2 separate regions of the Gossypium hirsutum genome follow, and region 1 is linked to region 2. The links are chromatin contacts, called in public Hi-C maps. All regions are on one chromosome and are shown on one strand. The core of a region is the stretch at or near the end of the contact, and the rest is flanking DNA. Distances in the headings are between cores, read along the strand shown. Region 1 has its middle 24 kb from the start of LOC107942317. Region 2 holds the start of LOC107890586 (inosine triphosphate pyrophosphatase).

Region 1 (6,374 bases), core at 2,028-4,527, 39 kb after region 2:
TTTCAATTGTTAGTCCACATAGTTTGATAAAATTTGAAATATAGTTATTGTATTTTATAAGTTTAAAATTTAACCCTTCTTTTTTTTTAAAAAAAATTTAAGAATCTTAGTCCAATCATTATCATCGTTAGTAATTTCAGGTAAACTTTGCTAACATAATAAGTTTACTTCGTGTCAATCATATGCCACATCATATGAGGACAGCATAATCAACATCCAAATTGACAAATCATGACAGAAAAGACTTACAATTTTAATTATTGGACTGTGATTTTTAAATCAAGAAAATAGGGGGCTTAATTTTTAATTTTTTAAGTACAATGATTAAATCTCAAATTTTGTCAAAGTATAGAGACCAACATCAAAATTTGACCATATATTTTTTTGAATGGAATAAGCATACTTTTAAATTGCAAAAAACCAATGTAATTGCTTTATTACACATAACAATAATTTTTTTAGACCCACTCATATCTAATAGTCACATTGAACTATGATCAAATTTAGAGTTGAATCAGATTAGATCTTTAAATGGAGGATAAAGCTCTTCCATCGATGTTTTCTCCATTCATAAAACTCGAATTCAAGACTTTATTTAAAAAAAACATTAAGCTTCTTATAATTTAAATTAGGAGTAACAACCATTTATTTATGTGTTACTATGCATTTTAGTATCTGAGTTTGGTTTTAATGTTCAATTTGGTACTTGAGTTTGGCTTTAGATTTTTTTTTGAACAAACCCATTCGTAGTCCCCCCAACCCATTAATAAAAGGATAATGCGCTTTGACGCATTCGAACCCATATCCTCTTGCATTGACAACAATACTCATGCCAATTGAGCTAGACTTAGTCGACGAGTTTGGCTTCCATGTTTAGTTTGATACTTGAGCTTTTTTTTTTCAATCCGATACTTGAGTTCTTTTTCCTATTTAAGTATTTGAGTTTGGCTTCAATCTGGCTCTTGAGTTTTTTTTTTCACAATTAAATCCCTATGTTTTCTTACTAGAGAATGTGTAAAAATATTTATTCAGTCATGTGATGTCATTTGGCCGTGGACCAAATTAAATATTGAAACCAAATTCAAATATCAAACGAGGACAAAAAAGAATTCAAGTACTAAATTGAACATTAGAACCAAATTTAGGTCCCAAATAATATATTACCCCTTTGTTTATTGGTCGTGAACATATTGTGAATTTGAGCTGTGGCATTCATCCAATAATTTAATTAGCTTCAGCAAATTTTATTTATACATAATCTGAGTTAAAGAATCAGAATGTCAGACCAAAAGAAATGAAGAAACAGATATGAGATATGAATATTTTGATAGAGAAAATATTCTCAAATTATCAGATTTTCTGCCACTCTGACATCCCATGTTATGGTGCCATTTGCATTGGAATGGATAACTAGGATAACCTTAATTTCTATTATGGATAAACCCAAAAACAATATAAAATTATATGAAGAATTTTTGGATTTAATAATTATAGTACCAAACAGGTGTTGGGAGCAGTTTTGTACATCTTTTGTTACATTGCTTACAACCTTCTGTGAAATTGCGGTGAAACATTACAAAATTTCAGACTCGGTTCAGGGATGTTAAAAGAGTTAAAAAAATAAAATAAAAATAAAAATAAATGGAGGATTATACTAAATCGCACATGAAATTAAGATATATATCTTCTAAAATACACCTATTGAATTTTAGAATGATTAACATCGTTACTGTTGTAATGAGAATATGAATTTGAATGCATTTGAACAAGTAATATCTTCTATTTTAAGGATTGAGAAGGGTTATGAGTAATTTAAGAATATTATTAATGCTAAGGCAACCAAGTTATAATTTATATTTAATTTTAAATTATTTATAATACAATATTTATTTTACATTTAAATTAGCGGAAGAAACTTTAAAATTTTATAATTTTTTTTAAATTGACAAATGGAATTAATCTGAAGTTGTGAAATTTAATTCGATTTGATAAGTTTGATATTCAATTTAACTTTTGATCAGCCATAATATTTCAAGATAATCAATTTTTTTTAAAATTTATCAAAACCGAACCATTATTGCTTCTAGAGACATCAGGGCAAACAAAGGCTTTAGTTTCCTCCAACATGGTAAAAATGAAAGTTAGGTTACTTCAAAAATTATAAAATTACAAATTAAAATAATAATAGAAATTATATTTTGAAAAGAAAAATTAAAATTAAAATTTCCCCTTTCTAGCTTCAAACTGTACACGAAATTATGGAGATTGATTAGGTTGTCCAAACAAAACCAGTCCTTGTCTTAATTTATGTCGTTCACTCAGAAATCTTGTCCTCGAAGTAAGGTTCTCTAAATGCCAAACCTAAATGGTTTTTGTCCTTCAAAGGACATGCCTCATCAACCAATTTTATTAGCTTAAAATGTTGAAACCATAAAATAAGGGATAACGCTAGTTTATCATTAACCAACAACTAATTTTATTAAAGAATATTTGATTTACCCTAATAACTACATCGAATTTCAATTAAATTTGAAGTCGAAATCACTAGATCGAATACTATTTTTTTATTCACAAAATTTAAATCCAAAATTTTATTTAAAAAATTCCAGACTATTTACCACTCGACTTAAGAAGAAAATTTTGATCAGGGCATGAAATGAACTGGAATTGAGCGAAAAGTCTGACAAAATTAACTTTTCTAATATTCTACCCAGATAGATAAGCACATGGTTGAGGATCCCTTTATTTAAGGGTTTTTGACATTTATAAATTGGTGTTGTAGAATCATGCATGCGACATTTTGCTGAAACTTTCAGCAACCCAATATTTTGGATAACTTTATCATTAATACAATAAAATACAACATCAATTATATCATACAAACCCGCATTTGTTTAATCATATCCATTCATCACTTCAATGATTATTATTTCTCCCAAAGAAAAAAACAACAAAAGAAACTGATTTACATATAAGCTTGCTTCTCCATGTACGCATGCAAGCATGGAATCAATTATAGCCAAAGAGAATAATGTCCATCTCTGCATGTGCATGTATTATCTTAACGTTATGTTTATTTATTAATAAAACAACATTACGTGATTCATTAATATATAAAAAATATATATATTTTGGTTTCGTATTGGATATTGGTTGTTAATATAAGGTCCATAAATTTATACCTGTACATAAAAAATACATATACATGGTATGTATATATTGATTGATAAGGAAAAATAAAAGAGATGGATTTATAGGGTAGAGGTCCACAAAGGAAGTGGTCACATGGGAGCATGTGCACTCAAAAAAGTTGATAAAAACAAAGTAAAGCTCCCATTGCCATCAGTTGTTTGGCTGACCATTAACATCTATTCTTTGTTTCCTTCTTAACCACTGATTTCTTTTTCTTTTCTTTTTTCAACTGAGAACTATTGCATATAGTTTGGTGCCCAACAATATTGAATTTGGTAGGCTGCATATAAATATATATATTATATAACTATTTCTAAGTACACTTGTGGGTAAAATAAAAATAAAATAAAATATTGTTTAAATAATAAGCTTTTTTAAAAATATTTATTATTGATAAGGTAATAAAAATGTAAATAATATTGTCAAATTAAGGTGAATCTTGAATCAATTTTGTAAGTATTGGAATGAAGGAACTGGTTGGATTTTCAATTTTCAATTCAATCGATTGAATTGTTTGGTTCGATCACTTAAAAAATTAAAAAGAATAACTTAATAATAGTTAAAATAAAAATTAATTAAAGAATATTAAATTTAAAAGATTGTATTCTCAAAAAAAAATCAAAGATAAAAAATAAACCAACAAATAAAAAAATCCAAAAAAATTGTGTTAGAAAAGAAAAATAATAAAGAAAATAAAAGCCCTAATTAAAATTTTTTTTTGTTAGAATCCAAAATTAGATTATTATTGTTGTTATTATTTTATGTAAAATATTACAACCAAAAAAAAAGAAAGAAAAGAAGCCCTAACAACTTCAGTACATTGGAAATAAAGCTTAAAAAATGCATATAAAAGAATCTGAATGATCGATTGAGTTTTAATTCGATTGACATCTATATTGTTATCGGTGCAAAAGGACATGGGTTTAAGTATGCTGAAACGTATTATCTTTCTATTCAAGGGTTGGGAAGAGCTATGGATAATTTTAAGTATTATATAAAAAAGAACAGATATAATAATTAAGAACCTATAATAAAATTAATGTTAAAAAAAACGATATAAAAGCTCAAGCTATATCTCCTTTCTTTAAAAAGAAGTCCGAAAATGGATGCCAATCAAAATTCTATTTAAATGAAAGGCGTTTGTTGTTGTACCATCGAATCGGTTGACCAAAATGAAGTTATTTTGAAAAGAAAATCAAAAGGTTGGAGAAACGTGAGTCAAATATACGCAATTAGGATGGCGTCCAAGGGCCTAAAAATAAGCCTGAAACCTGAGGTATATGGCCCATGCTTCAATTTGTGTGAATTAAGAACCCAATTGTTAATGGTTTGGGCTCAAGGGACCCAATCGTAAAAGCTTTCTTATGCAAATATCTTTCACACAATTAAAACTATTAACTTTTTAATCGTCTCTATCGCGTGGGTTGTTTGGCATCCAATTGCACACATGAAGTTCCTTTTGATCCTCATCATGTCCCCATCAAAAACTAATAACAACTTTGTCTATTTTACCAGTGATCGATCCAAGTGCTTTAACGCATGACAAGACATTATAAGGGAATGGATGCTCAAGTCCATCTATTAAACAGTAGCTTTTAGTATGTTTTTTTTCACATATAACCCTCCACAAAGAACTACTAGTGTGGGTGATCTGTAGGTGATCCTTCATGAATTTTGTTTGAGTATTCTAGACACCACTTGTTACAAACATGAATTTTATTTAAGTTATTCTAGAGACCACTTGTTACAAACCCTCTTTTAGAGACAATTAATGTAAAACAATTTTATATAACTCCAAGGATGAGAACATTATAGTAGAACCACATAGTACATCATGGCAACAACTGTATTGTAATAGTTCAGTTGTTCGACTAGCATGCACAACCTTACAAGACACTACATTAACGGCTAGATGGCACTATAAGACAAGACGTGACTCCTTATATAGGCCTGAATGCACAAGAGACCAAGGATCGACTCTTTCTCTAAAAACCCACATAGATACCCTAGCATTCTCCCCTTCTCTTACTCCTCCTCTCTTTCCATACTCCCGACTCTTCACCAGTCACAAGTAACCAACACTCCTTTTCATTGTTCTCTTCCCTTTATTGATTACTAACAACATCATTAATAATTTTAAAAATAACTTAATTTTATTAATAATGAAATGTCGTAATCATAAACATTCAAAATTAAATATAAATCCTACAAAAAAAAACTCCATTCCATAGGCTACCGCCCTTCAACATCGATCCATCCATGTGTTCACCAAGGTGCTTTGGAATTATTAGCCTAATCTTATCCATAATTAGACCTTCCATTACTAAATTTTATATGGATGTTATTAATTATAGTCTTTTCAATCCAATTTATATATAATATATACAATTTTTTAAACCTTTTTAAAAAGTACTAATTCAAATTAATTAAAATACTTTCTTTTTTTCAATTGTTATCTTCTTTATCATCATTGCGAGGCATTTACCAATATTTTCTTACACAACACTAAAAAAAAATGTCATATTTTCCGTAGTTAGTAAGAAATATAATATGAATATACGGATATGTTAAATTTTTTTATAATTTAACTTATTAAGATTAAGAATAAAATATCTAAACATAGCATGAATGCATAAATTTTCGTTCTATTTTAAAAAAAATAAAAAGTATGAAATATATTATTCGCAAGAGTTAAAACCGAGTTGACAATTTTTTGGTACATGTTTCACAATTTTATGCAAACATAGGGTGAGGTGTTACGGCTAGCTAAACGGGATGTCCATGACAATAGCCTTCTTTGCCCAATCTTTAGCCTCTTTTTACACTTATCGATTCACTAGTTCTGATCTCACCGGTGAGGTGTTACGGCTAGCTAAACGGGATGTCCATGACAATAGCCTTCTTTGCCCAATCTTTAGCCTCTTTTTACACTTATCGATTCACTAGTTCTGATCTCACCACTTCCATACCTTGTAGGAGTGTCTTGATATCAATTAAATGTTAGATTCCTTAAAAAATATTGGTCCACTTTTTTTTCCTTTTTGTTTAACAATTTGCCAAAGTGGTGGATACCTCATTAGCCATTTCTAATATACTACAAGCCTTTCTAGCAATGGTGCACTTAGAAATGCATTTAAACTCATGGGAGTTTACTTCATAGAAAATTGTATTAAGGACCTTAA
Region 2 (7,198 bases), core at 2,448-4,947:
TAACATACATAATAGAGTTTTGGAATAATTTTAACAACAATTAGTTATAAATCAGTTCTAGGACATTCGTCATCTATTACATACTGACCCATGATTTAATTTTGTAATCAAATTATTAATGAAACATTATAAAAATTAAATAGATTCATAAAAATTATTAAGGACATTTCAATTAATATATACAACTAACCCATGCATCGCACGTGATAAAAAACTAGTATATATATATATAAAAGAATGAATATAAGCATTTTGAATCTCATGTCTATTTTATAATCCATGTTCGAGGTTTGTAACTAAATGTCGTATTCAAAATTCAAACCTGCGTCTTCTCTTGGGAGTGCAATATATACCTTAGCATTATCATTTTTTAAAACAAGTAAATATATTATTTTACCTCATTTTAACTAGGAAAAAAATAATTGTGTAATTTTTGGAAAACCAAAATTTGCTTCACCTCTATTTCATTTTTAATAATTTACAATATCAAAATAATAAAATATATAATTTTATATTATTATCTATTTATTTTTATAATTAAATTTAAATAAAAATATTTCAAAAATTATTTAATTGAATATATTTACTATCCCTTTTATTATTATTTTTTTACATTTTCTTTAATTAAATCAATAAAAATCATTATTTAATATACATTCACTTTAAATTCTTTTTCATATTTATTTTAATTAAATTAAATCAATCAATCAAATTTATGAAATAAAGATAACATCATTTTTATTTATTTAAATTATAAAATTATTTATTTATTTCATGTTGTAATAACTCTTTTGAATTTTTTTATATAAACATGAATTATAATTTATTTTCTAAATCATTTTAAAATTATATATCTAAACTAATAAAAAAAAGCAATTTATGTTATTTTATTCTTTTTATAAAATTTTAAGCAAAAGACTTGAATTTAAAAAATGTGTTAATATATTTGAGAGATAAACATGTTTGGTTAACTTGAAAGGTAAAGAAATTCTGCTGATTATTGATCAGACCATCGCCTACAATTGCTGCAGATTACCAGTAAGCTTGAATTACAATTTTTGACCAAATTTGTTTAATACCTTAATTTGTTATGCATTATTTATTACTCATTTTCAGGACCACGTGTAATTTCTTTAAATTTATAGAGGAAAATAAAATTTGGGCACGTTACAAGTCAATCTTCTAAGATTTGCATCTATGGTCTTAATTCTATTAATTATATAAATTTATTGTGTTTTTATTTAAAATTTTCTTTTTCTTTTATATTTATTTTAATTTTTTATATATTGATACCAATAAATTAAAAGCTCTAAAACTACAGGGTTTGTAAACATTAATAAAAGACGACCCACAATAAGATAATTTAAAATACAAACTTTCAACCCTCAACATATATGGTAAGTTAATATCGACACGGACATATTACAAGGTCAATAAAATAATTCTTATAAATCTCATCTAAATTTACTCATGTACGAACCAAAAGAACATATATAAAATCTTGGTATTTTTTCATCTTCATCATCATCTTGATCTTACTATCTTAACCTTTTTCATTACTCAAAAATTTTCACCGACTTGAGAGTGTCTCGAAGTATAAATTCGGACATCCTCGTAACATAATTACTTCATCCTCAATCAGCTTACGAGTCCAACCTTCCATTATTCAATCCAACACTTAATAAAAAATAAATGTAGTACAGGATTAGCTAATTAATTATAAAAAGCCGAAAAGCTCTATGTGAGCATCATTTTATAAGCTCCATGTTATAATTAGACAGAATAATTATTAGCATCCTTTATAATTTATGTACAAATATATATTGTTTTAAAAGAAATGAAAGTGTATATATATGTACGGGCCCATTAATTTATTGCATGCATCTCCCAGCAGAGCCCATATGATGATCATGATGATAATCATGTCTGCAAGATGTCCCTCAAAGTCATCAATCATGCAATTTTATATCCCTCTCATGTCTGCTGATTAGCTTTATCCTCCAAATTGAATGGTTAAGATTTGGTATTGGATTCCCACTTCAGTACTTGGTCCCACTTATGCATAGGTTCCTCAATTTTTAAAGTAAATTAACAAGCAACAAGAAGTGTCCGTGGTTAGAACTTTTTGTTAAGGATTCAAATATTATTATTTTTTATCTCGTATTGCAATATCATATTACTTTTACATATGAACTTTGTTCGATTACAAATTCCTATTTTGAATTAGAAAAATATGTTTAATTTGATTTTTCGAAAATCTAGGTTCGTTTAATTCAATTTTAGTGGGCTTCAAGGCCCATGGTATAATTTGTTGATAGGACCAAATTGAATTCTTGGGTTAGTGTGTGATTTGGTACTATTTTATAGAATTTAAAACTTGTTGGGTTTTATTTTAAATTTTTGTATTGGGCCTTTTATTTTGCAATATTTGATAAAGGACATTTTATGGCTTGAAAACACATTCAACCTTTTATATTGAATTCTTTGTTATATGATATCCCAATTTATATTATTTAAGATGTTATGGGCTTTTAATGTAATTTTATGTAAAGCCCATTTTGGTTTAATTCAAAGTATAATGGGACCTTTGGTTTTTTATATATAGTCTGCCAGTCCATTCAATTTTTATTCCATTTTAGTACTCTCGTTTGATTGGTTGGTGCATTAATACGTAGAATAAAAATAAAGGGTAAACAACATTATTAGCCACTTTAAATAGGGCCTGTTTCTATTTTGGTCACCTAATGTATTTTTTTTTCTGTTAATTTGGTTATCTAAAAAAAAGAAATTAATCAAATTTGTCACTCCACTGTTATATAGTAACGGAAGACTAACAATGCATTTGTACAAAAATATTTTGGGGTGACCAAAATAGGATCAACTTTTATTAAAGTGACTAAAGTAGAAACGCATCATTAGTCTTTTGTTACCATTTAATGTTAAAGTGATAAATTTGATCAATTTCTATTTTGGGATCAAATTAACAAGAAAAAAATTTGAGTGACTAAAATAGGAACAACTTTTATTAGAGTGATTGATGGGTTGTAATTTTAGAGTGACTAAAATAGAAATGCATAGTTAGTCTTCTATTACCATTTAATGGTGCATTGGCTAATTTGGTCAATTTTTACTTTGGGACCAAATTAACAAAAAGAAAATTAAGTAACCAAAATAAGAACGATTTATATTTAAAGTGACTAATAGAATAATTTACCCCGAAAAAAATAACTATTTTAATTTTAAAAATCAATTTAAAAAACAAGCTTCACTTTAATAATAATAAGAAGAAGAAGCTGACCCTAAAATTTCCCAAGTTTCTAGCGTAAGTCTTCGAAATTCTGAAGGGCTTTTGATTTTTCCAAATTCACCCAATTATGGCTGAAACCTTTACAAGTTTTAAAAATTGAAGGCCTAAGTGCAGAATTAGCATGTAAACCATACTACTTTTCTCATTTATGCACTTATTTTTTTTTTACAACATTGATATCTAAATTATTAACTTAATTTAATTTGATCCAAAGAATACGACAATTAGGAAAAAAAACTTATTAATTTAATTTAATATAACCCAAAGAATATAATAATTAGGAAAAAACTATACACAACTTTTTATTTTTAGTTGTATACACCACTATTAATGATAAGGTGACACATGACCTGTATATTTTATTTCTACAAAATAGATGATTTTCATAGTTAAAATTTTTAAATACTTGAAAGTAGAAAAAATGGTATATTTGAGGGCTAATTTTGCAGTTAAGCCAAAATCGAAATATATTACACATAGACTAACTTGAACTGCCGAGGAAAAAAAGGAGGGTAAATGGCGGCGGCGGCGTCGAGGGCAGTGTTGGTCTCACGGCCGGTAACGTTCGTAACTGGAAATGCCAAGAAGCTGGAAGAAGTGAAATCCATCTTGGGTCAATCCATCCCCTTCCAATCCCTCAAGCTTGACCGTAATCTATTCTTCTACCACTCCATTTTCATTTCTTTTCTTTGATTTTATTCATCACTTTTTGCATTTTACTTGTTTAGTGCCTGAACTGCAAGGAGAACCGGAAGAAATATCCAAAGAAAAGGCTTGTTTGGCTGCTGTCCAGGTTTATATATACTCATAAATCTTTGTATTTTGTAAAATGCCCTACTTTTTTAATGTTAAAGAAGTGAAACTTTTTTATTTTTGGGTATGTGAAGGTGAATGGACCAGTGTTGGTTGAAGATACATGTCTTTGTTTCAATGCACTAAAGGGTCTTCCAGGTATTCATCATCTTCTATGTTTTTTTTCTTTTCTTTTCTTTTCACTGTTTTGGTTTTCCTTAATGATTTTATTTTTGTTAAACTACTTGCAGGGCCATACGTGTAAGCTCTCTTTTCATTCTAGCAGTTAAAATTCAAAAGGTGTAAGCTTTCTTCTTATTTCCTAGAGAGAATTGATTGAAATGGATGGTATTGAACGTGTTTCTGGTATTTTGGTATTTGGAGAACTGAACCTATTAAGTTTATGATTATTCTGTGAGTATGAAATCTTGTTAGGCTTGATAAAGCAAATGGTTATCCATTTTGAATAGATTGTTTGCATGTTCAGCCATTAATTGACTTCATTTAATTATTGTTTTTGAGAGTCTTAAGATCAATTATTAATATAATCCCTTATAGATGCAGGGCATGACTACTAGTCTCAATTGTAATAATCTTATTATTTTGTCTTCATTTTCTTAAAATTATAGGTTTAAGCTTAACCTTTGTTTGTCATGATGCAACCAAAATTGCTTTACATGATTTTGAAAATGATATAGTTACATTATATTCTTTCTCTTTTTCGATGTTATATTGAGGTTCTTGTTTTATGTTTCCTAATTGTCATTATCTAATGTGTTCTGCAGCAAGTGGTTTTTGCAGAAGATTGGCCATGAAGGTTCTCTTCTGAAAATACCCTCTTTCATTTCCTCTTTTTTAGAAATATCAATGACAAATTTAAGATGCTTCATATAGTCTCCTCTGATCTGTTTACTTCACTTTCTTACTTTTTCTAGGTTTGAATAACTTGTTGATGGCATACGAGGATAAGTCAGCTTATGCTTTATGTGCGTTTTCTTTTGCCCTTGGTCCTGATGTTGAACCTGTTACCTTTCTGGGAAAAACCCCGGTAAGTATGCAAGATTATTTTCTGCTTTCTTCCCTTAACTCCTATCTTTCTAGTTCCATTTTGATGATGAAATGTCTAAATATGCCTGCAACGAAGCACAAAGAAACTGGTTTGGACTGTACTAATTTACATTGTTAGGTCAATAAGACCAAAATGGTAAATTGATCAGAACGTGCTGGTCCATGTATAGTATTTTTTTCTTTGTAATTTAAACATCTTTTGAACAATGAATGGAAGCAAAAACATGGACTAGGGAAAATGGTGGTGGGAGAGTGGTATTTCTGGTACTTCAGTCAGGGTATGAGTTGGCAGAGTTACGTGGAATTTTTCCATTTCTAATTTATAAGAAATGTGTTTTTCTTGAAGATCGACATAGTGCTGCATTTATGTTAATGATTTCAGGGTCCATGAAATGCTGAAAGATATATAAAGGATATTCTGCACTATCAACTAATTTATTTCATTCATATATAAGTGAGAATAAAATGGACATCCACAGTTTCCGTAAAATAGTTTTTAAACTTGGACCACAATCTCCTCCTCCCCTGAGAGAATTTACCCGATAGTTGATGAGATTTTTCAAGCTAAGTCATTCTAACTCGGGTGTTAGTGTCAAAGTCAAACACCACTATGTGCTTGACACACAGGTGTAGAGTTATATCTAATATCTATGTCCAGATATGCTTTTGACATGGGTTTCAGACCTTGGTATCTTGAGAAAATATCAATATTCAGAGCAACATAGGCTTCGAGTTATTGAATTGTTTGTTACTTCTCTTTCCACTAAGTTTTATATACTGAGCTTCTTACATGATGCATAGTTTTGCTGCTTGACTAATCATATGCAACAAATTCAGGATGTTATGCAAACATGAAAATGTCGAATGACTTGTGTACAAAAAGAGCATTGAAACCCCAAGAAGAAAATAAATTTAAACTATAATTTGGTTATATGAATATATAACTCTCAAGTCTGTGCAGAGTTTGAATTAAGTGAATTCTCGAAACAAGAGATTAAATAATGGTCAGCCACTTATGCCAATGACTTGGTTAATTGATTAGTATGTGCCATGTTTCCCCCAAGATTGAGATGATAATGCTGTCAACTGTACTGTGTTTTCAAAGTTGATCATTTCCTAGCTGAGAAATTTGTATTTTAAGAAACAGAAAGAGTAGAGATATAAAGGATCTAACAATGACCAAGACAGAAAGTTTTGTAAATTGTTCATAAGCTTAAAGTCTTGTTTTTATTGAGGATTTTGTTCAATACTATTATTAGGACGGCCAAGTTTTCCTGGCAGTAGTGCAGGTTTGCCCTTAAATTAATAATTAAGAAGCAAATGGGCTTGGAGACTTGCAAAACAAACTTGATGGTCACACTAGGGCTATCAAATTGTTCTTGGCAGTATATTTAAATTATGTCTGAGATTTGTGGTCACAGGCGATTTTAACTGATGTTTATTTTTTGTATACTTTTTGCTTGCACTTCCTTTATCGAGTTGTTGAGTGCATTTGTGATTGTTATGCCAATTATTACAGTCATTGATAATATGACCGGAAAAAGCAAAGTTTCTGAGACATTTTGTTTTACTTTTTGGATGATTTATTAGGGTAAAATAGTTCCGGCCAGGGGACCCAATGACTTTGGATGGGATCCTATTTTTCAGCCTGACGGCTATGACCAAACGTAAGTCTGTTGTTTCATATTTCTGTGTTGATTAATTATGATTTAATAATAATGTATTGTTTTCTGTAGTTATGCGGAGATGCCGAAGGAAGAGAAGAACAAGATTTCTCACCGGTCAAGGGCTCTTGATATGGTGAAATCCCACTTTGCCGAAGCAGGATACAATTTCAGCACCTCCAACTAAAGAGTGAGCCATATCTGTCTTTGTTGTTACCATTGTATGGTAGATTCTTAGACTGTTACAAGCCTTCTCCACCATGTTCACTTCTGATTTCTATAAAGGGTATATCAGGAACGGTGGAAACAGTGAAAGCAAGTTTCTCGCATGGAAAACATTGAAGATTACATTTTATATAAATCTATA

Evidence for each region. Hi-C and Micro-C count contacts between places; a contact is called where the count stands out from the background.
Region 1: a Hi-C map of leaf shows a contact between it and region 2, with 2.1 times the contacts expected there. The contact joins the enhancer-like site here to the promoter of LOC107890586 in region 2. A contact is called at or near these places in 18 of 34 Hi-C or Micro-C datasets (anther, callus, fibers and 4 more).

The regions. Positions count from the first base shown.
Region 1 is chrA09:80,750,389-80,756,762 of Gossypium_hirsutum_v2.1, forward strand. No RefSeq gene overlaps it. Among protein-coding and RNA genes, the nearest start is that of LOC107942317, 24 kb to the right of the region's middle. Within about 2 kb of position 3,278, at least 2 of the 9 cell types and tissues checked have an H3K27ac peak or open chromatin away from gene starts, as enhancers often do. A contact at or near this core is called in leaf, where this site is marked.
Region 2 is chrA09:80,711,410-80,718,607 of Gossypium_hirsutum_v2.1, forward strand. It overlaps LOC107890586 (inosine triphosphate pyrophosphatase), which reads left to right and starts at 3,698. Exons shown (of 9, transcript XM_016815090.2): 1 at 3,698-3,956; 2 at 4,036-4,100; 3 at 4,195-4,258; 4 at 4,351-4,360; 5 at 4,885-4,916; 6 at 5,035-5,147; 7 at 6,758-6,834; 8 at 6,904-7,021; 9 at 7,117-7,198. The coding sequence starts at 3,824. The coding sequence ends at 7,018.